Linked DNA regions of Mus musculus: regions 2, 3, 4, 5, 6 and 7 are each linked to region 1. The links are chromatin contacts, called in public HiChIP or PLAC-seq and promoter capture Hi-C maps. All regions are on one chromosome and are shown on one strand. The core of a region is the stretch at or near the end of the contact, and the rest is flanking DNA. Distances in the headings are between cores, read along the strand shown.

Region 1 (4,213 bases), core at 792-3,291:
GAATCACTCTTTACCATATACTGATGGCAGCACTGTAAACTGAGGCAGGAAGCAATGGGTCAACAGGTGAGAAGCACGGAAGATGGCCTAAATGTCTTACTGAAATCTGGGTTCCTCTCACATACACTCAAACAGGCCTCCTCGCAACCTTGCTTGAAGCAAAGAGAAAAGGGGAACTAATTTAAATGTCTAACAGAGAAACAACTAAACAGTGCATGATCATTCTGGTGACTGAAAACCACCGGTATGAGGAGTCTAACAACAGGGGGAAAGGCGACTCTCTAACAAGCAGATACGCAGTCAAGGTCATGCTGACTTAGCATACACAAAGCCCTAGGCTTTATCCCCAGTGTTACAAAAACAAGCATAAGTCAAAAAGTAGCTAGAAAACTGCATGTTCCCAAGACGTACGGGTAGGAAAGGAAGAATAAAAGCTGAAGTGTTTCTGAATGCCAAATACTTTCCAACCACTGTACTAGGTTGTTTCTAAAGTGAATATTGCTTTTGTAAGAAAAACCATGAATGTATGTAAAGAATCTTCTCAAGCCAAGAAAGTAAATGCATTCAAATCCTCAGATCACAGGGACACTTCAGCAAACACTACCAAAGCCAAGCAAACAGAAAACAAAAAAGACAGACAGACAGACAGACAGACTGCCCAAGTCCTACAAAGTAAGTTTCCTATCTGAACAACAAAACACACCTTCATTGGGCAAGACTCTCTTCTGGTTCCCCAGCACTGTAAACAGCTATGGAATGGGCCTGTCATTCATTACGGTCTATCTACTTCGACTAGCTACGTAAAACAGCAGAGTAGGTCTCCAGAAATGTTTAAACTTCATGCCAACCAGGCCACTTACCCAGTGTGCTTCCATTTGCGCCTCATGAAGAGGGAGCAATCCAAATTATTAAGGAGAAATTGACAAATCGACACTACATGAATGGAAGGACCCAGTAAACTGGACAAGTGCCATAAGCTTTGTCACTATAGGGAAACGATGCGCTAACAGCATCCCAAACTGCAAAGCCACACGGTGTAAAAAGGTGAGAAGAGTCCTCTCTTTCCAACTATTACCCTATTCCCTTCTGCCTATTACCCACACTCCTGTAACCTTATAAAAACATCTCAAGCAGGGACACTCTGGGCATCTCCTCACGTGATACGAGTAATTGCATTCACATGAAATTTATAAACGCATGTACATTATTCACCTGATTTATATTTACATACATATAAAGTATTTACATAGCATGCTTGGACTGCCTATTTTAATATTCTTACGCTTTGTATACATGTAGGTGTTCTTGTAGAACACCTTTTTCCCCTTACTTCCCAGTCCCTTTCCCTCCGAGTCCAACCTCTAATTCCTACCCAGGTTCAGCATACAACGAAAGTTGACCCAAGCTGAAGTACATCCTGGGCGCCAGCAGATTGGCGCCCGTTTTAAAGTGTGCCTTGCCAAGCCTCGAGTAAAACCCTAAATGAGACAAGACAGTGTTCAGAGGCTTCTATTTGCCATTTTAAAAAATAATTAGGTAAATAAAACGGAGTTTTTTTTTTCCCCCCTTGATTTTGTTAACCTCCCCAACACAGTAGGAAAGGATGTGCTGCAAAACTCTGGGTCATGGGTCACAAGATAGGAAGAGGTAAGAGAAACAACAACTTGTGTGTACACCCCTTTCGGTTCGAGGAGTGGAGTGGTGCACGGAGACCCACGGATGCAACCAAACTGCCCGGACTACCGGGCTGGACCGGGATGCCCAGGGTGTAGGGGGAGGGTCGATCGCGAGGGGCGTGGGGCTGCGGGCGGCCTGGGAGGCGGAGCGGGGCGGGCGAGCACGCCCCACGGCAGAGGCCGCCCCGGGGCGCGCAGGGCGGAGCGCTCTCACCCACGGCGGGGCGCTCCATGGTCGCGGCGCAGAGACGGAGGCGCGGGCCCGGGGCGCGCGGGACGGCGGGGGCGCGGGCCGCGGCGGCCAGGCCTGCGGAGGCGCAACGCCCCGCGAGTCGCAGCATCCCCGGCACCCGCCGCTTCAGGAGGAGCCGGAAGGGGCCGGCCCGGCGAGGCGTGGATACCCGGATCGGGGCGGTCCCCGGGGCCGTGCTGGGCTCGGGCTCCGACCTCTGGCCGCCCTCGGTTATTTCCTGCGGCGCGGCCCTTCCCGTCCCACGCTCGGAGGGGCGAGCCAGGGATCCAGAGAGCATTCCTTGGCCCGCTGTCCCTTGAGAACCCGTGTGTTTGCTTTAGCGTGGAGCTTTGGAAACACAGATCTGATTGCAAAATAGGCGGGCTGAGCAAAATGTACAATACAATAGCGAGACCTTGAACGTCGCTATAATGAGATGCTTTTATTTACTTGCCATTACCCCCCCCCCAAAAGTAGCATTTTCAACAGCAGTTTAAGAGCTAAAAGTTGGAATTGTTAAATGAAATCATCTACAAATTTTTTGCAGGCAAGGCTCCTCAGTATCTGAATAAAATAAGAGAAAACTATTTTTTTTAATAGTTAAAATATGAATATGTCTTGTAGAAAAGAATGCTACTGTTTTTTTCCGGGCTGGGGGCAAATGGTGGTATTACTGCTGGTTTGTTGGGGAATGTAATTTTAATTTAAGAAAATATGGTGGTGTGTCTCTTCTCCACAGCTGTAGCCCTTAAAGCTGGTAGGGAACTTTGAAGAATTCCCTGCTTAGCCCCTTTTTGTGGATCTTCACGGAAAACGGTCTTTTTAAAGGAGCAGGCTATCTAATCACAGAGAAAGAACGAAAAATAAGTAAGGGAGCTTGCGGCAAGAGGATCCTCAAAGGCCAGCCGATGCTAGCTGGACTGGACAGGGTACAGATAAGACGTTTAAGCATAAGGATTACTTTACGCAGTAGACAGAGAAACAACTCTTTGCCCTCCCTTTTCCTGCTGGAAGTAGACTATACATTTCTCTTTGTAAGGATTACTCCCCACTCTGTTTTAAAGGTGTATTTATGTAACTGGGGAGTAGGAGCAGTGCACTGACACAGCAAGGTTGACAGCCAGTTTGCAAAGAGTAGAGCACTACCCCCACTCCCCCCTCCTCGGGCTTCACAAAGGACGCTACAGACCTGGGAGACGTGGGTTCTGCACCTCATGTGTGGTCTGATGCTTGGGGGCGAGGTGTCTTCCTTCAGCTCAAGAGCCCACTCCTGGATTTCCCTCCTTTTAAAAACAAAACAAAACCAAAGCGCTGTGTTTCTATTTTAACCACACATCTGTGGTGTAATCCTTAGCCTTGGGATATAACTTCAGTGGAGGAACCAGAACACCAACCCAGCCCCCAAACCTTTCACCTACAATCTACCCTGTCTGAAATAATGTGCTGGGGCAAAGGAGGCAAAGATCTTGGGAGAGTGGCCAACCAGTGACTGCTCTAGTCTGAAGCTCACGCCACAAAAGGAAGCCCATGCTTGATACTACAGCATGACCAGGAACCAGAGGCTGGACAGCCCAGAGACCTTTGATAAGAAAAAGAAAATCGCAAATGGTTCCTAATGATATTCCGCTGTACTCATAGATCAGTGCCTAGCCCAATCGTCATCAGAGAGGCTGCCTTTGGCAGCTGATGGGAGCTGATGCAGAGACCCACACCAAACTTGAGCTGAAAGCTCTCTACTTGGAAGTCTCCTTCCAGTCTCTCCCCCTCAGAGTTTGGGGAGCCCTGAGGAAAAGGGGAAGAAAGAATTGGAGGATTCTGCCAGTGAGGTGGAGGACACCAGGAGAACATGACCCACAGAATCAACTAAGCAGGGTTGGTTCATAGAGGCTCACAGATCCTGCATGGGTCTGGGCTAGTTGCTCTACATACATGCTGTGGTTGTTTAGCGTCACAAAACTGTTGCGAACTGTCGTGAACTGAGGACAGAGGCGAGAAGGAAACCTCGGACTTGGAGGTTAGGTTATAATAGCTTATGTATTGGGAAGTAGCAATAAACAAGTAAATGGTGAAATGGGATCGCACTCATTCACACACCTCCGGTCTGGCCCGATGTGATAGCCTGGCTTGATGGTGGTTGGTCAAGTAAGGTTCACGAAGTCTCCTGTTTTTCAGGTCCTGCTGGAGTTGGGTTCGAGGTGCAGGCTCAGGGCATCCGGGTCTGCGGATTGGTCTCTCAGCGAGACGGCATCTCCGTAGGACTCTGGGAGTGAGTGAGTCGCGGTGCCAGACTGGGGTTTTTAAACTA
Region 2 (4,013 bases), core at 1,055-3,554, 1.5 Mb after region 1:
CCTGGGACGGTGTAATGTTGAGGAACTGTAGAATTATCTGCACTAATCTTCATCGCGGTCAAGGGTGAAGGAATAGAGGAAGTTGGAAAGCAACAAGTGATCTTGTCTATGCTGAGTTTGGAAAAAGCTCTCAAGTGATCTCTAAGAGTTCGTACAGTTCCGGGTCACATTTGAGTGGGCATTTTAGAAGACTGTGCTTGCTTGGTCTTTGGAAAGTATCTAATTACCGATCTTCACCCAGCAACTTCTGTTTGCCTGCCACTGTCTTGTGTGCTCTGCAGTGGTCTGTATGTGCACGCTGTTTGAGATGTGCTTCATACACCATAACGATGGCAACATCACAGCGCCAGGAAAATGCCAGGCTGGAAGTTCCCTACTAAATTACACTGGCACCTGTTAGAGGTTTTCCCAGAATCCCCTTCGCTTTTAGACAATGCTAATTTCTTCATGGTTCTGTCACCTGCCTGTAGTTTTTAGAGGAATGATGGGCTGACAGCTTCCAGAACCTTCAGGTTTGTAACCATATAATACCATAATCACAGCTTTTATTTTACGACCTGTGAAGCCAAGGCACAAGACCTAAGGAACTCAACTCAAGGTGACAGGTCAGGGTAGTAAAGCTGAATTTCAAACTCTAGTTTCACTTAACCGTTCTATGTCCCCTGTCTATAGCCTGAGCTTGAGGAACAGCTGGTTCTGTTCTGTATATCAGTGACCTTGCCCATTAGGCCATGATTTAAACCTGAATTGGCCCACAGAGGCTCACGTGTGTAAATACTTGGTTGCTAACTTGGGGCACCGTTTTAGGGAGTTATAGAGGTGAGGTCACCCTGAGTTAGGAGGCGAGGCCATCATACTAGTGGATGTTGGACATAGCCACGGTTCGACTGTTACATCAAGAACCTGCTTTTTAATTTTACTGCTATCTTTTCAGCACAGGTCAGAGTGCGTATTGGATCCCTTGGAACTAGAGTTATATATGGTTTTGTGTGTGTGTGTGTGTGTGTGTACGTGTGTGTGTGTGTACACGTGTTAGGACTCCAACCCAGGACCTCTAAATGAGCAGCCAGTGCTCTTAACCACTAAACCACCTCTTGAATAGGGACTCGATTATCCTTCTGTCACCTTGTGTAAAACTGCTACTGCTTACTTTTGCCTGTGGAGAAAGGTCTTCGAGCCACCAGACGTTCCCCACCAAGACAGACTGAATTCTCTCTGAAAGCACAGGCCCACATCAACCCCTCCCCCTTTATGGTTTTTCCTTCAGATATTTTGTTACAGTGATTAGAAAGAAAAAAAAAAAGTAAGCAACACACCCAGGGTATGTTGTTTTGTTTTGGCTACAAGAGTTTATTAACTCCTTTTGACTTGGTACAAGGTTAGGCTTAAACTTGAGGTCACCCTGTTTCGGCCTCCAGGTGGAAGGGTCAGAACCCTGTGCAGAGACAGCAGCTCCCTGCTTACTTTGTCCACAGTGCACGTTTATGACCATGAAGAGCTATATTTAGTACGGTAGACATTTTAGTGCTGATAGCTTCTGTAATTTAAGAGGACTCGTCAGAGATCATAGGGGAAATTTCACTAGGAAAGGGCGGGGTCAAGCTTCAGGTTATAACTTGTGTTTTGAGCTAGAGCCTTATGACCTTTGTGGCTTGGCTATAGTACGGTCAATCTGTCTGACCTGTGAGTAATATTGCGACTCATCAAGTGGCAAAGCACCATGACTTTGATGGCCCCAAGAGTGTCAAATGCTGTGAAGACTCAGCGAACTCACTCCAGTGTGAGCATGAAGCCAGTGGAGTGTGTGTCTGAGTGTGTGCCTCTGTGAAGCTAGTAAGTGACTCTGTGTGTGTGTGTGTGTGTGTGTGTGTGTGTGTGTGTGTGTGTTCGCCTCCGTGAAGCTAATAAGGTACCACATGGCACTCATCCTCAGCTGTGGTATTGGGTGATACTCTCATTATCAAACATTTGAAAACAGCCCGAAGAGGAAGCGCAGGTCATTTACAGCACAACTTCAGAGCTAACCTTGGTATTTTTCCTTTGGGGGTTGTGTTTTTCTGTCTTGATTTTTAGTTTTTATTCCGCGCACACACACGTTCTTAGACATGCTATCTTAACATTGAAGTTTCTATAGCTTATCTACTGTTGTTACACTTGCAGTTAAATTTTAACCCAGCTGCAGAATGCAGAATGTCTCAGCAGGCATTTTCTGCTAGGGAAACCACAGATATGTCAGGATGTGTATGTTGCTAAGCCACCACAACATCATTTCCTTTCCTACTTCCCCTTGACCCCTGCAGTCCCATTGCTGGCTTGTCACTCCTGGCATCTGAGTCATCCCGGACTTGTGTCTCAGGCCTGCTCCAGGGGGCTGTTACTGAGCTACGTGGTTTTTTTCTTCTTGGCTTTGTTTTTTTGATTTTTTTTTTTTTCCTGCCCAGCCTTCCTTTGTTTTCAAGTGCTGCACCACAGCTTGGCCTTACTGCACTCATCTCAACACTGTCGAGGCCTGCTTGCTGCGCATGCGCAGAGGCCTGGCTTCCATCTTCAACACCCCAAGGACAGAAAGTAGTCATCATTGCTGGTTTCTCAGTGTTTGTGTGACAGTCTCCAGTGAGAGCGGCCCTGCACTCTTGGCCAGCTTTCTTTCCATCCGTTGTGATTCCCTCGTGGTGTTCTCGTTTACCATGTTCACCATGTGCTTCTTCCTTACTGGGTTGTTAGAGGTAAATGGAGTACTGTGACGTAGGAGAGCCTCTAACATTTCCAGCCTCTATCCTTCACGACTTTATGACCCATTAGGGCTTTCTCTCTTCCTACCTATCATATTGCTCTATAATTCACACTAATAAAAATATGAAAGACATCATACTGGTTTATGCTTGAGGTAATTTGTTAATTAATAGCTTCTTCTCTTTCCTCTTCCTCCTTTAGACGGGGTCTCACTTTGTAGCCCAGGTTAATCTCAGATTTGTACTCTTTCTGCCTCTGGAGTACCGTGATTACACACTTATGTGATAGCACCCGGCACAAATTATTTCACAACAGAAATTTTAAGGAAATGGGACTAATGAAAAGAGCAGGTTGGTTTTCCTTAATTTCTTCCAGGGGGGCTTTATTTGGTCAGTTAAATAGATTGCAATGCTGTGTTTGTTACCTTTAGTCCACAGTCCAGAGAAAGAACACTTTTCTGGGTGGAGATATAACTGAGGTGTGCTTTATGTTTTGATGTAGAAAGTCTGCGGTTTAATCTCAACCACTATAATAATATAATTTTCTTGAAGTATGTAAGTCCGAGAAAACTATTTCAAAGTATAGCATAAAAATGAAAGACGAGCAGGAGAGAAATAGAGCTTTCTGTGAGATTGTATTATCTAAGAATGTCCTTTGAAGACAATGTACTTCTTTGGGAATGTTCTTTGATAAAAATATATTACGTGAATGAATTTTAAAAAGTCAGACTTGGTTTGTGTGTGTGTCCCATTTAGTTTCTTTACTTCTTTTCAGGTACGTGTGACCAGTATTATATCTGTTCTAGAATATAAACTTATAGAATCTTTGAGCAGGTTGTTTTCTCTCTGTGTGTGTGTGTGTGTATGAGCACACACACACACAAGCACACATGTATGTACAGACATCAGTGTGTGAGGTGATGCTCTGGGATAATTTTTCTCATCCTTTGGAATAGTTTTCCTTGTACTCATCTTCCAAGCTTCTACACAACATCCCACAGAGCTCTTAATACTGAATGGATTTTCTAGCCCAAAGTTCCAAAGTCCTTCCACAGTCCTCCCCAAAACATGGTCAGGTTGTCATTGGAATACCACACTATGCTGAGTTTGGGTTGATTTTAGTAACAGGCCTTAAGAATTTTATCCTATATCCCAGGTGTCAGAAATCCATGTTTCCATCACTCTATACACTTGACCACACCAGGAATCCATCAGGAAGGTCTTGGAGGGTTTGCTTTTGTTTCCTCTGGACCTGTTTGCTCTGTCGCTCTGACATTCCTT
Region 3 (3,963 bases), core at 1,160-3,659, 1.6 Mb after region 1:
TTTAAAATCACAATAATGGTCATGTAATTTCCTAGTATAATTGTTCAAAGTAATCATGAAAATAACTTTGTGAAGGTGACATTAAAAACCAATATGCTCTTTTGTCTTAATGGTTTAAAAATACACCACACGTACAATTGTGAGTACAGAGGTGAGGAAGGCCTTGTGAATTTCTAGTTTAAAATCATAAAATTAGGTCAAGAAAGAGTGCCTTGCACACAGCCTTTCTTCCATAATTCTGCCAGCCACTTCCCCTTGGCCTGGGATTCAGGCTGTCATGTTTGAAAGCATTCACACTGTCTTTGCTTCTCCTCATTACCGTATTATCCAGAGACCTGTTATTTAAGGGGCCATAAGCATTCATCCTGCATCCTGATGGCGGAGCTCGGTCTTGAACTCGGCTTCCTGCCTTACTCTTAGGTTGATCTTAAGCTTTGACAGATAATCAACATGTGTATTGATGAGAGATTTGGTTGATTACAGTCTCCTTTTTCAGGTAAAGTTATATTCATATATATATATATATCTCAGAGAAAGAGAGTCCTTCTTATAAACATTTAGAAAAATGAAGTAAAAAAAAATCCCAAGCCAAATTATATTAACAATTTTATTCTTTAATGTGAGCTTCTACTAATCTCAATATTTTTAAAAAATATAAAATGATGCTCCCTAGATTCTCAAGGCTTCTTATATTCTATCAAAAGGCAAATGACACAGGTATTTAAAGGTATTTAAAGTAATGCCCAGTTAACATGTCTTTCTCTTTTAAGAACAACATTATTTTACAGCTACATTTTAATGACCCAAAACATTTGGTTATTAATAGAATTTCTAAGAATAAGTTTTTCCTTATCTTTAGAAGGATAGTGTGTCTTTAGGAGTACCACTGACAAATTTTTGGCTTTTGTTGATCGGTAAACTTCTTTATTCTCCGACAGCAGAGGCCATCTGGTTTGTTGGAAGGGACGTGTAGGTTAGCTTATAGGAGCTGGAGAGAGGTAGTTGCTAAGGAACGACTGCGGAGGTGCTGGCCTCCAAAAGGTCTCCTCAGGGAATCTCCTCCTGTGTTGACATCCATGGCGTGGGGAGGCCAGTATGTCCTTGAACTTCACAAAGTCTCTTTTGGAACCTTCCACAGTGGGTGGTAAATTACCCCAAGTGGATGCCCTGTTCCTGGTCTAAGAGAGTTCATGGTTCATTTCTTTTCATAGAGTTAATGAGTGGTACATTTAAATGGCTTAGCCAGGAGAAACAGAACTTTTAATCCTCTTGAAATTAAAAGCAAGAAAAAAAGATTAAAGTATTTTGTTTTAAAAGGTTCTGTATATTTTTCTTCCTCCAGCTGAAGTTTCTTGTTTTCTTTTTTCTTTTTTCTTTTTTTCTCTTTTTTTACAGATCCCTAAATTTATTGTAATCCAAGTGAGGAAACAGAATATTGAGAATCAAAAGAAGGAAAGGAAAGCCATGAAGAAATTGCTGAAGAAAATGGCTTATGACCGGGAAAAACATGAAAAGCAAGATAAAACTGCAAATGGTGTAAGCAAATCCTGAGGGTTTATAATTATTGTGATTTAAGTCCTTCCACTGCAATGTTCTCCTGTTTACTGTGCCTCGGTAGGAATATAAATGAAGGAGACCAGTTTCTTTTCTTCTAATGACCAATATTGAAAGTTGGTCAGGTGTTAGGACTCAGTGTGGAGTTTAGTAATGGTGAACAAAGAAATAATGTCAAGAGAAGACTACCCTCAATTTTCCCCTTCAGGGAAACACACACACACACACACACACACACACACACACACACATACACATACACATACACACACACACACACACACACACACACACACATACACACACACATACACACACACACATACACACACACACACACACACACATACACACACACATACACACACACACATACACACACACACACATACACACATACACACCCATACACACACACACACATACACACATACACACACACACACATACACACACACACACACACACACACACACACACACACACTCCTTTTGTATCATTCAGATGCCCACTACTGAGTGAAATTCCTCAGCACTCCACTAAGCTTCATCCATAAGAATTCATAGAGAGACTTGACTGGATTGGGGGTATCTTGAGGCAGAAGATCAATCCTAGATCCATGAAAAGTATTTAAGCTTTGTAATTTGATCAGAGGAATTTTAACTTACATTATAGAGAAGAAAATTAAGATAAAAGATCTAGATTTACAAACTAGTGTAGGGATGGATATATTAAGAACCATGTTTACGAGAATGAAATATGCATGAAAATATATTTATGAATTGAGTTAGCCATGCTCTGGTGGCAGCTCTCAGAATGAGGGAGAGGCCTTCTATTGTTCTGCTTAAGGGAAAACACCCCTCGCCCCAACGGAAGTTGCTCAGTTGCATGCTGCCATCTTGTGGAAAACTATGAAAGTGCAGTTGTCAGCCTTTGACCAATTTTTCTCCTATGGTCTGCTATGGTTGGGGGATGAAGGAGGGGGGGTCTCTAAATTATATATATATTTGGCCCGAACCCATTTGTAGCTCTCTCTTAAAAATACTTTCTTAGAGATGTAAAAATGTTTTAAAAGTCAATTGTAAATATCTCTAAACGATACAAAATAGAAGTAAGGGAAATTATCAATGTTGTTTATAGTTGTTTTAGAACTTAATTTTAAAATAGGGCTAGAAAGGAATTGTTACAGGTCATTTTTCTTTCACTTTGGAGTGCTCTGATACCTCAAATACAATGTAAAGAGGGGACTGGCATTGTAGTCCTGGCTGTTCAAATTGAGGCCAAATTAAGTGCCCTTTCCTTTTCTGAAAAAAATTCAGATATTTAGCCAAATTCTGTTGATCCAAGATACCAAGTCCTAATCACCCATTAGCTTATTCAAAGAGGCCCAAAGCTGGATGCTTGCTTTCCCACCCTATACAGAAGTAGGCAGCTCAGACTAACTTGTGTGTGTATGTGTGTGTGTGTGTGTGTGTGTGTGTGTGTGTGTGTGTGTGTGTGAAGGAAGCCTGCGCCAGGTACTGCATACTAGGAAGCAGGCATCAGGAGGCTTCAGAGGGGCTCAAGCTTATTTGTGAAAACAAATCATCTCTGCAAGAAGAAAGAAGTGTAGACTGACTGCAGAGGGCATTCCTAGGGTCGCAGCCCCACACCTGGGGCCAGTTTGGACTATCTTTTAGATTGAAATTTTTAAATTCAATTCCAGAAATTTACCTTTCAGGTTGGCATCAAAGAATCAAGTTGGTATCTTAGAATCGTATACATAGGAAAAAATTATAAATGAGCAAACAAATGCACAAAATGAAATTTACTTGTGTATAGATGATTTTTTTTGTGAAAGCATCCATCCATCCATGCATCCTCTAGTGCTAGAACTGAAAAATCAAAACTGGAAGTTTTAGGCTAGGTTTTGTGACCAGTAGGAGGTTGCTACTGTCCAGCAAATGGCTGGCCCTGCAGCCGATCCCTTTGAGTGCAGTGTAAGCCACCTCACCCCCACTGCCTTGTATTTTATCACTTTTCTTCCTTGATTCTTCAGCTAAATCATCTTAATGTTCAGCCCAGGCCCTAAATGGTATGGCGGTGGTGGAGCACACCTTTAATCAAAGCACTTGGGAGGCAGAGGCAGGAGGATTTCTGAGTTCGAGGCCAACCTGGTCCACAAAGTAAGTTCCAGGATAGCCAGGGCTATAGAGAGAAACCCTATCTAAAAAACAAACAAGAAAGAAAGAAAGAAAGAAAGAAAGAAAGAAAGAAAGAAAGAAAGAAAGAAAGACAGACAGACATTACTGGACAAAATAGACCATCTCTATTAACCATGGAAGTGAACATTTTTAAGCAAAGTAAATACAAAATAAATAAATAAAAGTATAAACAGATTATATAGTATTTTACTGTGTTGTAGGCCAT
Region 4 (3,933 bases), core at 1,070-3,569, 1.6 Mb after region 1:
TTCTGCTCCTCCTCCTCCTCCTGACGCTGCTGCTTCTTCTTTTCATCTTTCTTCTTCTTCTTCTTCTTCTTCTTCTTCTTCTTCTTCTTCTTCTTCTTCTTCTTCTTCTTCTTCTTCTTCTTCTTCTTCTTCATCGTCTTCATCGTCTTCATCGTCTTCATCGTCTTCTTCGTGTACTTCGTCTTCTTTGTCTTCTTTTCCTTTCCTTCCTCCTCTTCCTCCCCCTCCTCCCCCTCCTTCTTTGAGATGATCTCCTGAACTCACTATATAGCTCAGATTGGCCTCCCACTTATAGAGATATATGTGCCCTTACCTCCTGTGCTGGGATTAAAGGCAGGAACCACAGTGCCCACCTCTTCCTAGATTTTAAATAGTTTGAGTTTTCCTTCTAATTTCAATGTACTAAGTGGGCATAACAATATTGTTTTCCTTGTGCTGACAATGTCAAACTCCTTCCTCACCATCACTCTGGGTTGGCACATCTGGAGTATTGTTTAGCCTGTCTATTCATCAATAATCACAATGCCCAGCTGTTTTCTTTGAGGCCCAGGCTATTGATGCTTGATTTCTACATTCAAGGAGTTACTCAAGTGCAGAAGGACAGACAGCAGTCATGAGTGGCACAGATGAGAACATTTGCAAAATATCATGATATTTGGTCAGGAAGTAGCTCTGATAGCTCTCATTTAGTTCATACGAAAAAAGGCAGAATTATATTTAGTGACAGTTCTGAAATGGGGTATAGACATTTTTGTGTCCTTTGTTACCTGTCCTTTTTTATTTCTTTCTAAACATGGTACTTGAGGTGACTCTATTCTAGTTTTCCATCTGTTTTTCTATAAGCTTCATTAGATCTTAGATAATGTAGAATCACTTGATATACAGGAAATGATTGGTTCCAGGACCTCTAGAGCCTAGAGCATCCAAATCAACAGATAGATACTAAAATGTGTTGTATGAATTTGCATCAACCTATTTATGTACTCCTATATTTTGAAACCATCACATATCATTTAGAGTGTGTGATGCCATGCGCAAACTATTATATAGATAGTTGTGATATTGTGTTTAGGTAGGTCATAAAGGAGTCTGTAACAGGGGGCTCCAAAACTTAGAGTTCTGCCTGAGCTACATAGTGAGACTCTGTCTAGAAAGAAAGAAAGAAAGAAAGAAAGAAAGAAAGAAAGAAAGAGGAAGAGAGAAAGAAAAAGAAAGGAAGGAAGGAAGAGATGAAGAAAGGAAGGAAGGAAGGAAGGAAGGAAGAGAGGAAGGAAGGAAGGAAGGAAGGAAGGAAGGAAGGAAGAAAGAAAGAAAGAAAGAAAGAAAGAAAGAAAGAAAGAAAGAAAAGGGAGGAAGGAAGAAATGGAAAAATAGTTGATACCTATGTTCAGATCAGGCACTACTTTTAGCAGCACATCGAATCTAGGTTACTTGAATCTTCATATGTGGAGACCACAGACATGGAAGGCAACTATAATTTATAATTGAATTCCTACTTTTTTTGTTTTCACTTGATTCCGTTATCTATTTAGCTTTCAGGCACACACACTCTCTCTCTTTTTTTCTTTGAAAATAATGTGCTTTAAAAATTCTTGAATATCTATATTATCTGATGCACACATTTGAGAAAAAAAAATAGAAACTTTAATTTGAAATACCCTGTTACTTTTTTTTTTTTTCTTCACTACCTTGCCATATGTCTCATTAGCTACATGGAACTGAGAAAACAAACCCTTCTGGAAATAGGTGTTGGGCTCCAAGATAGCCTTGAACTCAAGCCAAGAAACCCTGCCTCCATGCAGGCTTGGGACACCAACCTCTGCGTCCTCCGCTGGGATGTGTTATTTCTCCATGCTTGCTCACCTCTAGGAGGACGACGGGACAGCCTTCCCTAGTTAATATGCAGGAACTTGTAGAGGTTAATTACATGTGAAACAATTTTAGAATTTTTAATTAAGTATATATGAAATTGACCCAAAATTTGCTATCACTATGGCCAGGGAGAATGGCAGTTGTCCAAGTTTCGAATAATAATTCTCAGTTCTGTTCGTGGCTTAGTTATAACAGAAGCACTTCAGTCAGGATTTCGGATAGTCTAAAAATATTAACGTTTTTATTCTTTGTGATTTCAAAACCATTTCTTTCTTATTTTTTTAAACTTATTTTAGAGGGAGAACTGGAAGAAGAATGGCTCAAAGAAGCAGGTCTATCCAATCTTTTTGGAGAGTCTATTGATGACCCGCAGGAAAGCATTCTGTTTTTATCTACACTGACCCGGACTCAGGCAGCAGCTGTTCAGAAACGGGTGGAAACGGTCTCCCAGACCTTGAGGAAGAAAAACAAACAGCACCACATTCGTGACGTCAGAGACATATTTGCTCAACAGAGAGAGGCACAAGAAAAAGTAAGATTTTTTTTTTGATATGAAAGCAAATGATGAAATGCTTAGAGTCCTTTGGACCAGTCCAGTTTAAATCAAGTCATTACAGACTTTATGAGCACCTGTTCTCTACCCAGTGTTACTGTGTTGGCAGTGAACCAGTGTTCTTGAGTTTCGCCCTTTTAGAAGTTACCCCAGAGAGACAAATACCTAAGCAAGTTCAAATTCCTAGCAATAGTTCTGTACTAGGGCGCATGGGGTCCTTGGAGTAGATGTGCCTGTCACACTAGTGAGTGGGAGAGAGTCGTGAAGAAGACCGTCTACACAGCTTGGTGCCAGTTGTTTCTGATAGAAAAGCAGGATCCAGGGCACTTAGTCCTTATCAGTTATTGCTTGAGGAAATCATTGAATTTCCAATTCACTGAAAGCCAGGTAGAAGTGGAGTATCAGGGAAGTGATAGCAACCCAGGAGCTGGGCCCTTGAGATGTGAAGGATTATGCTCTTTGTGTTTAGTCCCCTGCACCTTATATGGCATATAGATCTGAATTAACATCAACCCAAATGGTTAGTGTTTTCATGGATGATGCTGATTGTGATGGAAATAGAAGAGTGTTAAATGAAGAGACTTTAGGAGATAATAGAAGTACTAGAACTGCGAGGCCCTGAACAGTGCTGTGCACATAGTCCATTGATAGGGCACCCAAAGTTTATCTATAAGGAAATAAGGAGCTTGCATTGGATTGAAATCATCATATGGAACTTTTTTCGAACAGGTTTTGCTACCAACAAGAACAAATCCACTGAACTAAATGATATTTTTAAGAGCACAGATGATTTTGCTTACTGCCCCCCTCAGCTCTGGTTTAGAATATTCAGTAGAATCATTGGAAAGGATTCTTTAATAATGGTTCAATAATGACAACATTAACAGTAGCAATTGCTACCATGGCTACTGAGCTAACTGCTCTACCTGTTTGAGTTAATTGAATCCCCACAGCTATCTTCTGAGTGAGGTGCTATCATGGCCATCCTATGGTTGAGGTTCATAGACTTTAAGTAACTTGCTCCATGTCCTGTAGATGCTAAGCCCAATTTTGTCTGACTTTAAAGCATTTTCTCTTCTGCAGCATTTCCACTTTCAAACATGACTCTGATAGTAAGCAGTTTGAACGTGAGAATCGATTTACAGTACAAGCAAAGGGCAGTAAAAATGTTATGGCTTTTCATAAAAAGCAGAATGGAGGTGCTTATATAGAAGTCACTTTGTTGTTTTTGATAATGTTATGTAGAGAGCCTTTACTTTTTGTGATTACTTTGCTTTTCTGCAAAAATCCTTTCAGTTGCAGGCTGTTACTTTGCTTGCATGGCCAACTGCAGATCAAATTCAACCCACTTACGGGAAATTCCTGGGTCACTAGATTGCTCCAGGCACTGTGTAAGTTACATCCTTGTTTGCTATCCAGTGGTTGTTTGGGACATCTACCAGTGCTGAAGGATGGAAGTAGGTTTGCAATGATAGAAAAAGGAATAGTAAGGATAAACAATAAGACAT
Region 5 (3,928 bases), core at 898-3,397, 1.1 Mb before region 1:
TTTTTTATGGAGGCCTGCTATTGTTACATTATGGGTATAGTATTGTTACATTATGGGCACGGTATTGTTACATTATGGGCATGATATTGTTACATTATTGCCTTTCTTCTTTGTAGTATTTCCCTTTAATTTTCTTCTCCCAGACTTTCCTATGTGGCAGGGAGTAAGAGAACTTAGTACCTTTCCTCAATATCTTGTAGTAGCTCAACTCCCATCAGTCATTTAACGTGGGACAGAGGCTATTTGCTTTAAGAATCTCATTTGCATTTTTAGGGTCTTGACTTTTGAGTTCACGCAACATGCTTTATCCAAATAAAGTAAACATTTACACATTATAAATTATACACATGAAAATAAACATGCACACTTCTTCTTTGGCTGAGATGTTCCTTTCCATGTTGTCTTCCAGTGAAACTTTTATATAACTTTTAAAAATTTCGTTCCTGTTTTTACTTCAAAAACCACTACTGACACTACAGCGAGGCAGTCATCTTTTGGGTTACCGCTAGGCTCTGTATAAATCTCCATCTCAGCATGTGGTGTCATGTGGAGGGTACCACTGCCAGATAGGAAAACACCATATTCTACTCAATTTGAAATCTGTAGTGCAAGGCTTGATAGTTGCTTCAGAATAGACTCTCAGCAGATATTAGTTGTCTGGATCCGGTGGCAGGAAGGATTCAAGAGTCTGGACAGGACACTTAAGGCTTTGTTGTTCCTAATTACCTGTGTGACTTAGAAGTGTTTGGTGTTTCAGGTTCCTTAATCTGTATTATGAGGAAACAGAACCAGATTTTCTAAAAGGGACTCTGTAGCTTTAACAGCTAACATGACTTTCTATTAGAGGTTATTGCCTTGTCAAAGAATGATTTTTAAAAATAAAACAATTTTGAAAAAGGGAGAGATTTCAAAGAAAAACTTGAATTTCCTCTGTATCTTGGAAAACATACAATGTCACTATGATGGACTAATACTTCTAAAAGTTCACAGTGGAGATGATAGGTAGAACTCAGGGGTAGATCAACTACCTGAAATGTGAGGCCTTGGGTTTGATCCCTCATTCCTCAAAACAAAACCACAAACAACCCGGGACAATGATACAGGTCTGTACTCTGAACGATGAGGCAGGTTGCAAGTTCAAGGTCTACCTGGATTACAGAGTGAGTTCAAGGTTAATATCTGGGTAACCTGTGTAGACTTTGTTTCAAAAACAACAACAACAACAACAAAAACCACTGGAGATAGAGGACAGAGTGAAGGCCTCTCATGTCCAAGGACCTTGGTTCAATTTCCAGTGCTGGACAAAACAGCAAACCTCAACAGTTCACCATGGCCCGAGCTGAATCACATGACTTTAAATGAGTACATGTTCTTTGATCCACTGGGTGGATCCTACTGAGAAGACGCTGTGTTTGAGTCTGACCTAAGTCATCTACGTATGCTTGCAGGTGTAAAACCAACCAACATACAGTTTGCTCTGTGGTTCTGATTCACAATAGTATGGATTCCCCCTACCTCCACTTGAAGTCTATCGAACTTTTGGTATCATGTGTTTTCATGCTCTTTCCAGAAATAACACCATCTTAATTATAGGCAAATCCAAGGCAATCTATTCTAATTAATTTGGCAAAGTATTTCTTTCACATGAACAACTGATGTTTCTCATCCGAGAGGTCACATGCTTGAAGAGTTATTGTTGGAACAGTGTGTGCTCTTAAAGCCTGGGAAAACCACATCCTGTATTTCAAGGATGCGATACCAACTATGAGCCAGGAAAACATCTTTATCAAGTGGGCATTAGGAGATTATCTTTCATTTATCCTTCCGGGGCTTTAGCTAGGATTGCCTTGACATTTTTGCAGTGACATTTTAAAAATGGAGTTGTCAAGTCTACCACAGAGCTGAGGGTTAGGAAACAGAACCTTTAAAAGCTGAGAGTGCTCCCTCAGTCCAGGGAGTCTGGCGCCTCCGAATAAAGAACCCAGCTCTTCTCTATTGTATTGCTTCCTCTTCTGTTGCCCATAGACATCACTTTGTCACCCATCAGAGCTTGGCTCCCCAGCAATTTTGCCAGTCCCTCCAAGCTTCAGCTGTCACTGGCCAATGGGAGAGACGCAAGCCCCGCCTCCTCCTTCCTGGGGCTGTGCCCCGAGCATGCGCAGTGGGCGTGCTTGTGCCGCCGCCCATCAGCTGAGACCGGCTGCGCCAGGCAGTGGGCCCCCGGGTGACAGCGGCTGGAGGTGGCCGAGGAAGCCGGCGAGGTCAGGGTAAGAGGAGACTGCAGAGGCGGGGGAGAGGGGGGCGGGAGGGACACCTCAGAACTGCAGCTCGCTAGTGGTTGCTTTGGGGTGCGCAGAGCGGGGCTCCCCAGGGCGCAGGGCCGGCGCCTCCCTCTCGGGCTCCCACGCCCCGCTCCGGACTCCGGGACGCGACGTGCGAGCACCGGGGCGCGCGGCAATGGAGCCTTGGGGACCGGATACTACCGCCAGATCCTGGCAGGCTACGACCGTGTTCCCATTCTCTGTCAACTTCTCCTCCGAAGAACAGAAAGGGAAACGCGATGGGCCCTGGTCATCTGGCCACAGGTTCGTTCCGCGGCCCAGGGCCTTTGCTTGGCTGTTGGCCTTACTCACACAAGCTAACTTTCTTTGACCTACCTTGTGCTCGTTTCAATTGATTTATGCAAGACACATAACAAGGTAACAAGGTATTTCGAGAATTCGCATATGTGTTTTCTAGGTTAAATTCAGACCAAAAAAAAAAAAAAAGCTTGGACGAGGGTGGGAAGAGGAAGGAAGCTTTACAGTCAAATGCTAATTTTTCCTTATAGCTGTTAAAATTTTGCTTGCATTTTATATGCATATATCAATTTTTGATTGCGTCAGATCTCGTATTTTGTCAGGAATTATTATTTACAAGTTTTCCACAATCAGGAAAATAAAAGGAATTAACTGTGAAACACTGGTTTGGTCCTGTTGGAGGTAGGCATTTCTTTTAGGTGTACTCTGAGCCGCAGTGAACAGAGATTGATAACACTGTTAAATTGTGCCTTGTGGTGCCGATGGGTCTTCGGCTTTGCAAGCTGCTTTCGAAGTTGGCCCCCAGGCTTGTGACTAGTTAAGAACGAGGCTGTAGTTTCCCAGTGTCTGGGGAAGTTAATAGAACACAGTATTAACTCACTGACCTCTGGGTTCTTTTCCTTCAGCTAGCTCACTTCTTATGCTGCTCCTGATTAACAGTCGTTTCTAATTCTGATTATTATCCCAAGTTCATCCATACGCTGCTGGTGGAAAATTATGAATAATTATGTTGAGCTATATGCCACTAAATGGTGTGTGCACAAGGCCCTGGTTCAGTCCCCAGTACTGCAGGGAAATATTACCTCTATGTCTACTAGTACTGCTAGATAAAACTCCCACAGTTAAGTCTGTGTGGATTTTTCTCTGGTTCAGTGTAACTTGAAATATTAATGTGTGAAACTGTGGAGGAAAAAAAATCTTGGTTAATTAAGCTGAAACCAAACAGTGTAGCGTTTGGATTGATGAAGGAGCTGGGCAAAGATGCACTTGTGGACCGAATACTCATATGGAAGATTGAGCACCCTCATGATTGATTGTCTCCTATGATTCCTCTCCTGTTTGTTTTAGGAATTGAAAACAAAGAGTGTGAATGCTCCCATCTTCTAAGTATGATGCATCGCTTGAAGTAGAAGTTACATTGATAGAGACTTCTCATTTCAGACCTGGCATCTTTAGTGTGTGATAACACCTTACTGAGACAAAGAGCTAGTCCTCAAAGGGGCTGGGTGTGTATCATGGAAAGGGCCATCTACAGATAGAAAGGGACACTGAGAAAAGCCCAGGTAGCAATAAGCCTGAAACAGTATTTTAGAAATGTTTATATTTACTCTTAGGCTGGGCATGTGTTC
Region 6 (3,887 bases), core at 773-3,272, 1.1 Mb after region 1:
AAACAAACACCCTCAAAGCACTCTCATAAAGCCCTCGCATCCATAATATACAATTCAAACTCAACACCCATCACACCACACTGCACTGTGTATTCAAATTAACTAGGTACATGTAAGGTGAAATTAATTTTAATCACTCACATCATTCCCGTACTCTAAACCACATAATAAAAATTCCCATTGTAAATAAGACTGTTACCCAAGCACCAGGAGGGAAATACAAATTCAACTCCAGCCTGAGCTACATAGATGGATGGACCCTGTCTCTTTCACTGTGACGGACAGGTGGTAATTACAAGAATGATTCTATACAACCTTAATCCCTCCTGTTTTTATCCTTAAAATTCAATGTTTTTTTTTTAAATACAGAATACACACTGGGAAATAGTTATGTAACCCATGCATATATAAAGTGGTTTAAATCGTAAATTATACAAAGTATACTGAAATAAATGTTTTTACTCAGTGAATCAAAATTACACCGTTACGAGAAGATACTATGTATTTTATGAGTATATATTATGTAAGTTTATACGTAAATTGTTGAATAATTTGTTAGCCTGAGATTATATGCATCAGAGACACATACAAAATGATCAGTTCATATAAAAGCTAATTTCAGGTTTGTTTTTTTTTCAGTTTTTTGCAAAGTGCTAAGCACAGGTTTCATTTTGACTTTTCCTTAACATTCCGAATTAAGCTACCTGCTATGAGTCGTAAGAGGGGAAATAAAAAAAAAAAAAAACGGAGGTACAGATGATGGTAAACAGAAGACAAACTTTCTTATCTAGGGAGTGTCAATCTCAAATCTCAGAATAAAAAGCTTTGGTTTTCTTACTGTATGCAAGAAAGGATGGAAATCACAGGGTCCGCAAGCTTAGACGTCATTGTTCTCTGATTTACAAAACTTCTATTTCGGACTAGCATCCTTTCTCACATCTGGCTGCAACTCAGGTCTTCTAATTACTTCCACGTCTAAACGGACTGCATGTAGCTACAAGTAAAGGCCAAACTTTGGTCTTGTCTCTCGAACTTAAGATGCGTTTAACCACTAGAGGTCCCCCCTTGGCCAGTTTTGCAGGCTCACTATTTTGCTGCACTTGAAACTTTCCGGCTCTCTACTCGAGTCAGTGTTTTTCTAAAAACTTGCGCAAAAATCCACGCAACCGAGGTAGCCAGTACAGAGCTTCCCGGGCTCCCCACACCAATAAAGGCATCATAACCAACCACCTACGAAAATTGAAATGAAAATTCAACTCACTCATCCCAGGCGACGCACCTCCCCCCCCCCCCCACACACACACACACTCAAACCGGTTTCTTATTTCTCGTCTCAGTTTCCCTTAACTTAGAACAATTCTTTAACATCTATTTTTGTTCCTGGGCACTTTGGATGATCTTAAATGCATGCTTTTGGCGGTAGCCCCAAGGTGGCAAAGGAGCGGGCCAAGGGATGCAGAAGGCGGGGGGGATGGGCCCAGCAAACTGCGCCCGAGAAAGTTGCATAAGGAAAGAGACTCCGTTTTTCGGGTCCCCCCCCCCTAAAAAAACAAAAAAAAGAAGAAAAATAAATCAGCGGGGAAAGGAGAGGAAAAGGAAGCTGGGCGGTGGCTGCAGGAGGACAGAGAAGGAAAAACCAAAGCGAGTTTACCTTCGTGTCCCCGTGGAAGGGTGGGGCAAGAGCCCTGACCCACGCGACCCGGCAGTGCGGCTGGATCTCCCACCCGTTTGGTCGGAGCGCGGACGGACAGACAGACACCACGGCCGGACGCGAAGAAAGCCGCCACGCTGGTCAACTTTCTCTCACGGCCCCGCGGTGGGCCGTGATCGGATCAGATCCGATCGTGAGGTTCGGGTCCTAGAAACCCCCACACACATGCACTTTTTTGCCTTTTGGATTTTTTTTTCCTTTTCTCTTTTTCCCTTTTTCTATTCTCCCAAGAAGGCGATTAAAGTTTTCCCTCCGCCAGTGCGCCCCTGGCCCCGCCGCTCTCAAGTTTGCCTCCTCCTCCGGCCGGCGGCTGGCTGGCTGGCGGGGCGCGCGGCGGATGCCTCCGCTCCTGCGCTTCCCGATCCCCACCCCCGCCGGCCTCTACTTCCCCCGCCCCGCCGCCGCTGCGCGAGGCCGGCCCCGCCGGGCCCAGGACGCGAGCGTGGACCAGACAGTAGCCCATGAGCGCAGATCGGCGCACGCACGGGTGGCGAGGCGGACCCCGGCCGCCGGCCTCGGCCACCCGGGGCGGCGGTAAACAAGTTGCAGGCTCCACGGCCCCCGCCGCAGCCCGCCACCGCCTCGCCTCGCCTCGCTCGCACGCCCGCGCCCGCACCGGCGGCGCTGCGCGGAGAAGATCGCCGCGACGGTGCGGGTGCCCGGCCCGGCCCCGCGTCCTCCACCCCGCGGGGACGGCAGTGTCGAGCCCGCGCCGCCGCGTTCCCTAAAAGCACTTTCCTGCTTCCAGCAGGAGGAAAAAAAAAAAAAAAATCCAGCGGAGGCTTTATTTCTTTCTTCTTCTTCTTCTTCTTTTTTTTTTTCCGTGCAACTTTCCCAAAATGGCGGAAATTGGAGGCGATCTCTAGGAAATTCTCCCACAGTCGGCGGCGGGGAGCGGGGAGGTGGCGAGCGGGGAGAGCACACACGCAAACTCTCGGCCGCCGGCCCCGCCGCGGCTCGGGTGTGCGTGCGGGTGCGGGTGCGTGTGCGCGGTGCGAGTCGCGGAGGGAGGCCTCTCGGCGCGCGCTCACACTCACACCGACACACACTCACCGACACATACACAGACACACACAGCCACAGAGACACACACTCACACACACATACACACACACACACATACACACTCACACACATACACACACACACACACACACACACACACACACACACACGGCCGCGCCAGCGAGACGCGCCTCTGCCACATTCAACCAGTCGGTTCTCCGCAGCCGAGCTGGCTGGCGAGCAAAGTGGCCCGGCCTCTTTTCCCACTGCCTCGGTCTCCCGTACTTGGACTTGTCGCGCTCGCCCGCCCGCCCGCTCGCTCGCCCGCCCGCCCGCTCGCTCACCCGGTGCGCGCTCGGCACAAAGGCCACACGGGCGGAGGGGGCCGCAGGGGCGGCGCGCCGGGGCTCGCGTCCTCCCGCCGCCGCACCGATCGTGCCCGCGGTCCCCTCCCGAAGCCGCCCCCTCCCCCCCTTAGGCTCAGGCCGACCGCGCTCGGCGCCCCCGGGGAGGCTGCGGCTCCGCCGCGTTTCCCCCCCACCGCCGCCCCGGACTCGCAGCCCCGCGGTGCCGCGCTCCCCCCCCCCCCCCCAGCGCCGCCACCCAGCACCCGGTGTCAAAAAAGCGACCAAAGTGACAAGCTCCGGGCGGGGGGAGGGGGCCCACACGCATCCCGCTGCCTGCGCGCGGGCGACGGCCGAACGCGGCCGCCTTGGCCCGCTCCCTTCCGCACGGCCCCCCACACCCTTCCCCGTGTGCGCGCAAAGGAGGAAAAAATACAAGTCTCTCCTCCCCCCATTTTTTCCTTTCTCTTTTCTCGCTCTTTTGTTCCTCTTTCGCACTCGCACTCACTACTTCAGAGTGAGATGCCCACAGACTCCCCCTCCAGCCGCTTCCGAGTCACTTGCCCACTTTTTTTCCCCGGGATTAAGTTTTCTCCTCTTTCCCAGAGGCGCAGAGAAGTGGGGGAGAAACCCCTTCTTTCCTTCCCCTCCCCTGATCTCTTTCCCAAGACGAGGGTGCGCTTCCTTCCCTCTCTAGGTCTCAGAACTTTCATCCTCACCCAGAAAAAAATCAATGAATGGCTCTGGCGCAGGCTGATCTGCAGATTAATTAGAGATTAGATCTGATCAAGCGCTCCTTACCCCCAAATTTTCTCTCTTTTTTTTTT
Region 7 (4,053 bases), core at 604-3,103, 1.5 Mb after region 1:
TAAATATGAATGACGTTATCTCTCAGTCTTAAATAATGAAAAATATAAACCAGATATGTGTAGAATGGCAAAATCAGAAGCATCGAGGAGTTTTATCTCGGTTAACCAAGAGTGACCACAAAGGTAAGCAAGAATTTCAGTTAGTGACTGGGGATTCAGACCCTTTGGTTGCTTCCTTGCCTGGGTTCAGTCTCCCCACCCACTCCCATACAGACTGACAGTCACAGTTGCAATTGGCAGGACTACTGGCATATACTTGTCCAGAGAATCCCCAAATTTAATGTTCTCAACTGGGTAGCAAGTTCAAGGCTAAAGTCAGGGCTAGAAAGATGGCTCAGTAGTTAAAAGCATATGCTATTTTTCCAGATGACCTGAATTTGGTTCCTAGCACTATGATGGGCAGCTTTCAACTTCTTTATAACTCCATCTCTGAGGAATCAGACAGTCTCCCCTAGCCTCTGGGGCACCAGAACATTTGTAGCAAACACTTGGAGGGACACACAAACATGCAAATCAGTAACCAGCCCAACAACAACAGCAGCAGCAGCAGCAGCAGCAGCAGCAGCAAGGTATGGTTCTAAGAATAGCACTTGGGGACAGAAATAGGAAAATCTATGGTTTGAGACCAGCCTGGTCTACACAGAAAGTTCCAGGCCAGCCAGGGCTATTTCATCTAAATGTGTGTTGTGTGTGTGTCTCTGTGTGTGTGTGTGTGTAAAATAATAAAATATATATCAAGCAAAATGTTTCAATTGAGATTGTCACATATATCAAAGAGCAAGAATTTTTGTTTTTAATTTTTAGGACTAGGAAACCCAGAAAATGATTTTTTAAAACTGATGTTTGAACTTGCTTTTTTCAGTTGACTAAACAAGGCGGTATCTAGGTGGGCATCTCCTGGCACTTACTATCTTATTTTGGTCAAGATATTTCACCTGTCCACTGGCTATACTCTTTCTAATAATATTCTCTCTCTCTCTCTCTCTCTCTCTCTCTCTCTCTCTCTCTCTCTGTGTGTGTGTGTGTGTGTGTGTGTGTGTGTGTGTGTGTGTGTATCTGTGTCTGGCACAAGCTGGAGTATTCTTGGGCATACCCCCAACCCCACCACTGGAAAGTAATAGGTTCTCAGCAAATGTTGGAACTTCTTATTTTGACTATTAACTTTTTTTTTTTTTTTTTGGTTTTTCGAGACAGGGTTTCTCTGTATAGCCCTGGCTGTCCTAAAACTCTGTAGACCAGGCTGGCCTCGAACTCAAAAATCTGCCTGCCTCTGCTGGGATTAAAGGCCTGCGCTACCAAGCCCAGCTGACTGTTAACTTTTAACAGGCATTAGGTAGACAGTTTAAAGTTTATTTTTCCCAAATAGTGTTTGATTAAAAAAAAAAAAAAAAAAAAAAAAAAAAAAAAAAAAAAAAAAAGGTGTGCTTGATATTGCAGGGCACACAATAACACAGTATATTTTGTAGCGGAAAGCAAAGCCTTTCTGGTGGGCCAGATGGCATTGTGACCTTTGATTGGGCTTCTTGGTTTGGCTGTGGTGAATGTCGAATGCCTGAAGGGGTTAAGGAATGCCTTCCTTGAGTGATGCGAAGCAGCAGAAATAATCAGGTAGTAGTAACACATGGGGAAGGGAAAAGACTCTGTCCTAACCACGGTTTCCTCAGGCCCCCTTAACAACTGCTGCTGCTGCAGCGGCGGCTGCTGCAGCCTGGGATTGCCGGGTTTAAACAAAGCTGTGAGTCACACACAGCCTGTAACTGCAGGGCCAGGAAGCTCTGCGGGAGAGGCCACGCCTCTCTCCCTGTGAATCGCTGGCCCGGACAGGGGAGGGGCTGGCCCTTGCTAATGAGCAAGTTGGTCAGGCGAGACAGGAACTTCATTCCCCTCTGTGTCAGAATCCCAGAAATTATGCCCCTTCTCTCACCATGAACTGGCTATCGAGTTCCTCGGGAGTTGTGCTAACTGCTTACCACCCCAGCGGCAAGGACCAGGTCGCTGGGGACAGCCATGTAAAGGGAGGCGACGAAGCCACCTCCAGGTAAGGAGGAAAAACAAAAACCCTCTACCTGCCCAAGGAACAAAGTGACAGGGAAGTTGTCAAGAGCGGAGAGAATCACCTCTGTACTTGAAGCCTGACCTGACGCTGCAACATAGGCGGTTGGCTAGTTCTTTGCATCTCATTTACTCGAGTGCAAGAGCCCTTCTGGTTACCAGTGGAGGATGGGGGGAGTCGGGGGCGGGGGTGTGTGGGAGGTGACTCTGTGGCGCTCCGACCAGTTGCTTAGCAGGTGCATGTGCAAATACTGACTGATCAAATGACTGTATCGGAAACACTCTCTGGGAGATGGAATTCTTGAATGGGCTCAAAACGCCGCTGGAACTGTTAGCTGGGAAAGTCTGCCAAATAGCAGGGAGGCTGGTCACTCTTCTTGCTGTTTTGAGAGTGGCACCCTCCTCCTCTCTCTGAAAGCAGACCGCTTGGGCAAAATGCCCAAGTCAGTGGCCTGTGGCTGTGCTGTTCGCATTCTTCAGTGTGTGTAGATTACTCGCACAGCCAAACACACCCCTCCCTGCACTCTTGGGATTTCAAAGGGGAGTTTTTGTCAGCAGGCAGTAAGTACTCTGTTGGTAGAAGGAGCGTGGTTAATGTAAAATCACTTTATAGGCAGATAGGGCAAACGTTCTATAGACCATTGAGTCGCAGAGTCCTCTCTGCCTCTCTGTGTACTTTGTTCTGTTTTTCAAGGTTGGTTTTTCCCCTGCCTCTTCCTTTCTCGCCTTAATGACCTTCTCCCTAGCTGAAACCAGTAATCTCCAGTCTTAGATAGAAATTGCAAACATTGGCCTGGAAGATTGAAAAAAAAAAGTTATCAGTAAGTCCAATTCCATCTTGATATTAAAGGTGATAATGAACACTTTATTGTTCCTGGGTACTTCACGCCTGTGCCTTCCAAAGAAAAGAATGCCTTCTTTCATTGGTTTCCCAAATCCTTAACCGCGTGGGGCGTGTGAAAAATCAAAGGAAAGGTTAGACCTTGCCTGGGGAACTTTGCTTCTTACTTGTTGCCCTCTGTATGGAGGCCATTGGATAAACTCATTTCCAAAGTTCAAAGGGAGTGGTTGCTTTGGGGCTACACATGTAACCATTTTGTTTCCTTTGAGATTTATCAAGCGTTTCCATGCATGCTTCTGCAGGACAGTAAAATATTCATCTTTTAGCAGCAAGCAGCCAGCAACAGCAAACCAACAGTAAGCAGCCCTAGCTTGTCTTCCTTCTGACAGTTAAAATAGCCCAAACTGTGAGCTCCCAAGTTCTTCATTTGTCACTGGCTTCAGGCTGGGTGGGCTTGAGGACTGAGCTGAGTCTTGGGTCTCCGTTGTGAGAGTGAATTAAAAGCGCTGGGACTTTGGGTCCCAACCTTCATCCCACTGTTCAGACTCAAACTCCAGAAATCCCGCTCAGGTGTAGCAAAGTCTCTTAGGGGAAGCTTGTGCATGAAACTGTAGCCATTCTTTCCCATCCATCTTTGCAAGTTTGTAGTTTGTTGTGGGAGGTTTAGACTTGAGCAGGTGGAACAAATGTGTGTATTGTGTTGTTTCCAGCTATTGCAGAAGCAGAGCCAAGGTGGGCAGAGAAAACAGGGTGAGCAGTAGGCCTTGGATATGTGTCAGGACACATCTCTAGATGGGCTGTAAAAGACCTTTCAGCTAGCCGCCAAAATGCTCACCAACCATTTTCTGGGACTGCCTTTTCATGAGGGATAGGTAGTGATGCTGGGGTGTGGGGAGAAGGTCAAAGACTGGTTTGAGGCAGGAGGGGAGGGGGAAGCAGTCTTCATTAATTTTTACCCTGAAGCTTAGTAACATATCAGCTAGCACAGTGTAACTTTGGGAGGTTCCTTGTTTAGCCTGGAAGAGGTTAAGATACTGGAGTTGGCATGAAGTAAGGCTTCCTGGAGTGAGGGGGGATTTGAGCAGTGGAACAGATAGGGCTAGTAGTGACCTCCTAAGGATGGCCATAATGGATGGGGCTATGTGTGGATTGGCTGGCTG

What was found. Promoter capture Hi-C pulls out the DNA fragments that hold promoters and counts their contacts. HiChIP or PLAC-seq counts read pairs in DNA pulled down with a chosen protein or histone mark.
Region 2: a contact with region 1 is called in a promoter capture Hi-C map of pre-B cells, with 4 times the contacts expected there. The contact joins the enhancer-like site here to the promoter of Akap7 in region 1. A contact is called at or near these places in 4 of 39 promoter capture datasets (the C10 cell line, hippocampal neurons, pre-B cells and 1 more) and 1 of 9 other capture datasets (adipose tissue).
Region 3: a promoter capture Hi-C map of hippocampal neurons shows a contact between it and region 1, with 5 times the contacts expected there. The contact joins the enhancer-like site here to the promoter of Akap7 in region 1. A contact is called at or near these places in 7 of 39 promoter capture datasets (the 3T3-L1 cell line, 3T3-L1-derived adipocytes, cranial neural crest and 4 more), 2 of 115 datasets of contacts at active chromatin or transcription factors (large pre-B cells and pro-B cells) and 1 of 9 other capture datasets (liver).
Region 4: a promoter capture Hi-C map of liver shows a contact between it and region 1, with 2.6 times the contacts expected there. The contact joins the enhancer-like site here to the promoter of Akap7 in region 1. A contact is called at or near these places in 2 of 39 promoter capture datasets (frontonasal cranial neural crest and liver) and 1 of 9 other capture datasets (liver).
Region 5: a promoter capture Hi-C map of liver shows a contact between it and region 1, with 3 times the contacts expected there. The contact joins the promoter of Stx7 here to the promoter of Akap7 in region 1. A contact is called at or near these places in 4 of 39 promoter capture datasets (hippocampal neurons, liver and pre-B cells).
Region 6: an H3K27ac HiChIP or PLAC-seq map of embryonic stem cells shows a contact between it and region 1, with 8 times the contacts expected there. The contact joins the promoter of L3mbtl3 here to the promoter of Akap7 in region 1. A contact is called at or near these places in 2 of 39 promoter capture datasets (the HPC-7 cell line and pre-B cells), 7 of 115 datasets of contacts at active chromatin or transcription factors (the 230-238 cell line, embryonic hindbrain, embryonic stem cells and 3 more) and 2 of 9 other capture datasets (adipose tissue and liver).
Region 7: a contact with region 1 is called in a promoter capture Hi-C map of liver, with 6 times the contacts expected there. The contact joins the promoter of Arhgap18 here to the promoter of Akap7 in region 1. A contact is called at or near these places in 8 of 39 promoter capture datasets (the C10 cell line, the HPC-7 cell line, the SN4741 cell line and 4 more) and 1 of 115 datasets of contacts at active chromatin or transcription factors (pancreatic cancer cells).

What each region holds. Positions count from the first base shown.
Region 1 is chr10:25,295,038-25,299,250 of GRCm38.p6, forward strand. It overlaps Akap7 (A kinase (PRKA) anchor protein 7), which reads right to left and starts at 2,042. Exons shown (of 8, transcript NM_001379238.1): 1 at 1,891-2,042. It overlaps Gm40617 (predicted gene, 40617), which reads left to right and starts at 3,572. Exons shown (of 6, transcript NR_166644.1): 1 at 3,572-3,780; 2 at 4,081-4,178.
Region 2 is chr10:26,797,442-26,801,454 of GRCm38.p6, forward strand. All of the region lies in intron 1 of Arhgap18 (Rho GTPase activating protein 18), which reads left to right. Among named protein-coding and RNA genes, the nearest start is that of Arhgap18, 27 kb to the left of the region's middle. Within about 2 kb of position 2,305, at least 226 of the 459 cell types and tissues checked have an H3K27ac peak or open chromatin away from gene starts, as enhancers often do. A contact at or near this core is called in adipose tissue and pre-B cells, where this site is marked.
Region 3 is chr10:26,888,337-26,892,299 of GRCm38.p6, forward strand. Arhgap18 (Rho GTPase activating protein 18) reads left to right here. Exons shown (of 15, transcript NM_176837.2): 12 at 1,396-1,536. Among named protein-coding and RNA genes, the nearest start is that of Gm30534, 76 kb to the right of the region's middle. Within about 2 kb of position 2,410, at least 14 of the 459 cell types and tissues checked have an H3K27ac peak or open chromatin away from gene starts, as enhancers often do.
Region 4 is chr10:26,847,707-26,851,639 of GRCm38.p6, forward strand. Arhgap18 (Rho GTPase activating protein 18) reads left to right here. Exons shown (of 15, transcript NM_176837.2): 3 at 2,169-2,404. Among named protein-coding and RNA genes, the nearest start is that of Arhgap18, 77 kb to the left of the region's middle. Within about 2 kb of position 2,320, at least 10 of the 459 cell types and tissues checked have an H3K27ac peak or open chromatin away from gene starts, as enhancers often do. A contact at or near this core is called in liver, where this site is marked.
Region 5 is chr10:24,147,142-24,151,069 of GRCm38.p6, forward strand. It overlaps Stx7 (syntaxin 7), which reads left to right and starts at 2,148. Exons shown (of 10, transcript NM_001358563.1): 1 at 2,148-2,267.
Region 6 is chr10:26,372,050-26,375,936 of GRCm38.p6, forward strand. It overlaps L3mbtl3 (L3MBTL3 histone methyl-lysine binding protein), which reads right to left and starts at 2,023. Exons shown (of 22, transcript NM_001359254.1): 1 at 1,652-2,023.
Region 7 is chr10:26,770,659-26,774,711 of GRCm38.p6, forward strand. Arhgap18 (Rho GTPase activating protein 18) reads left to right here and starts at 1,854. Exons shown (of 15, transcript NM_176837.2): 1 at 1,854-2,038. The coding sequence starts at 1,926.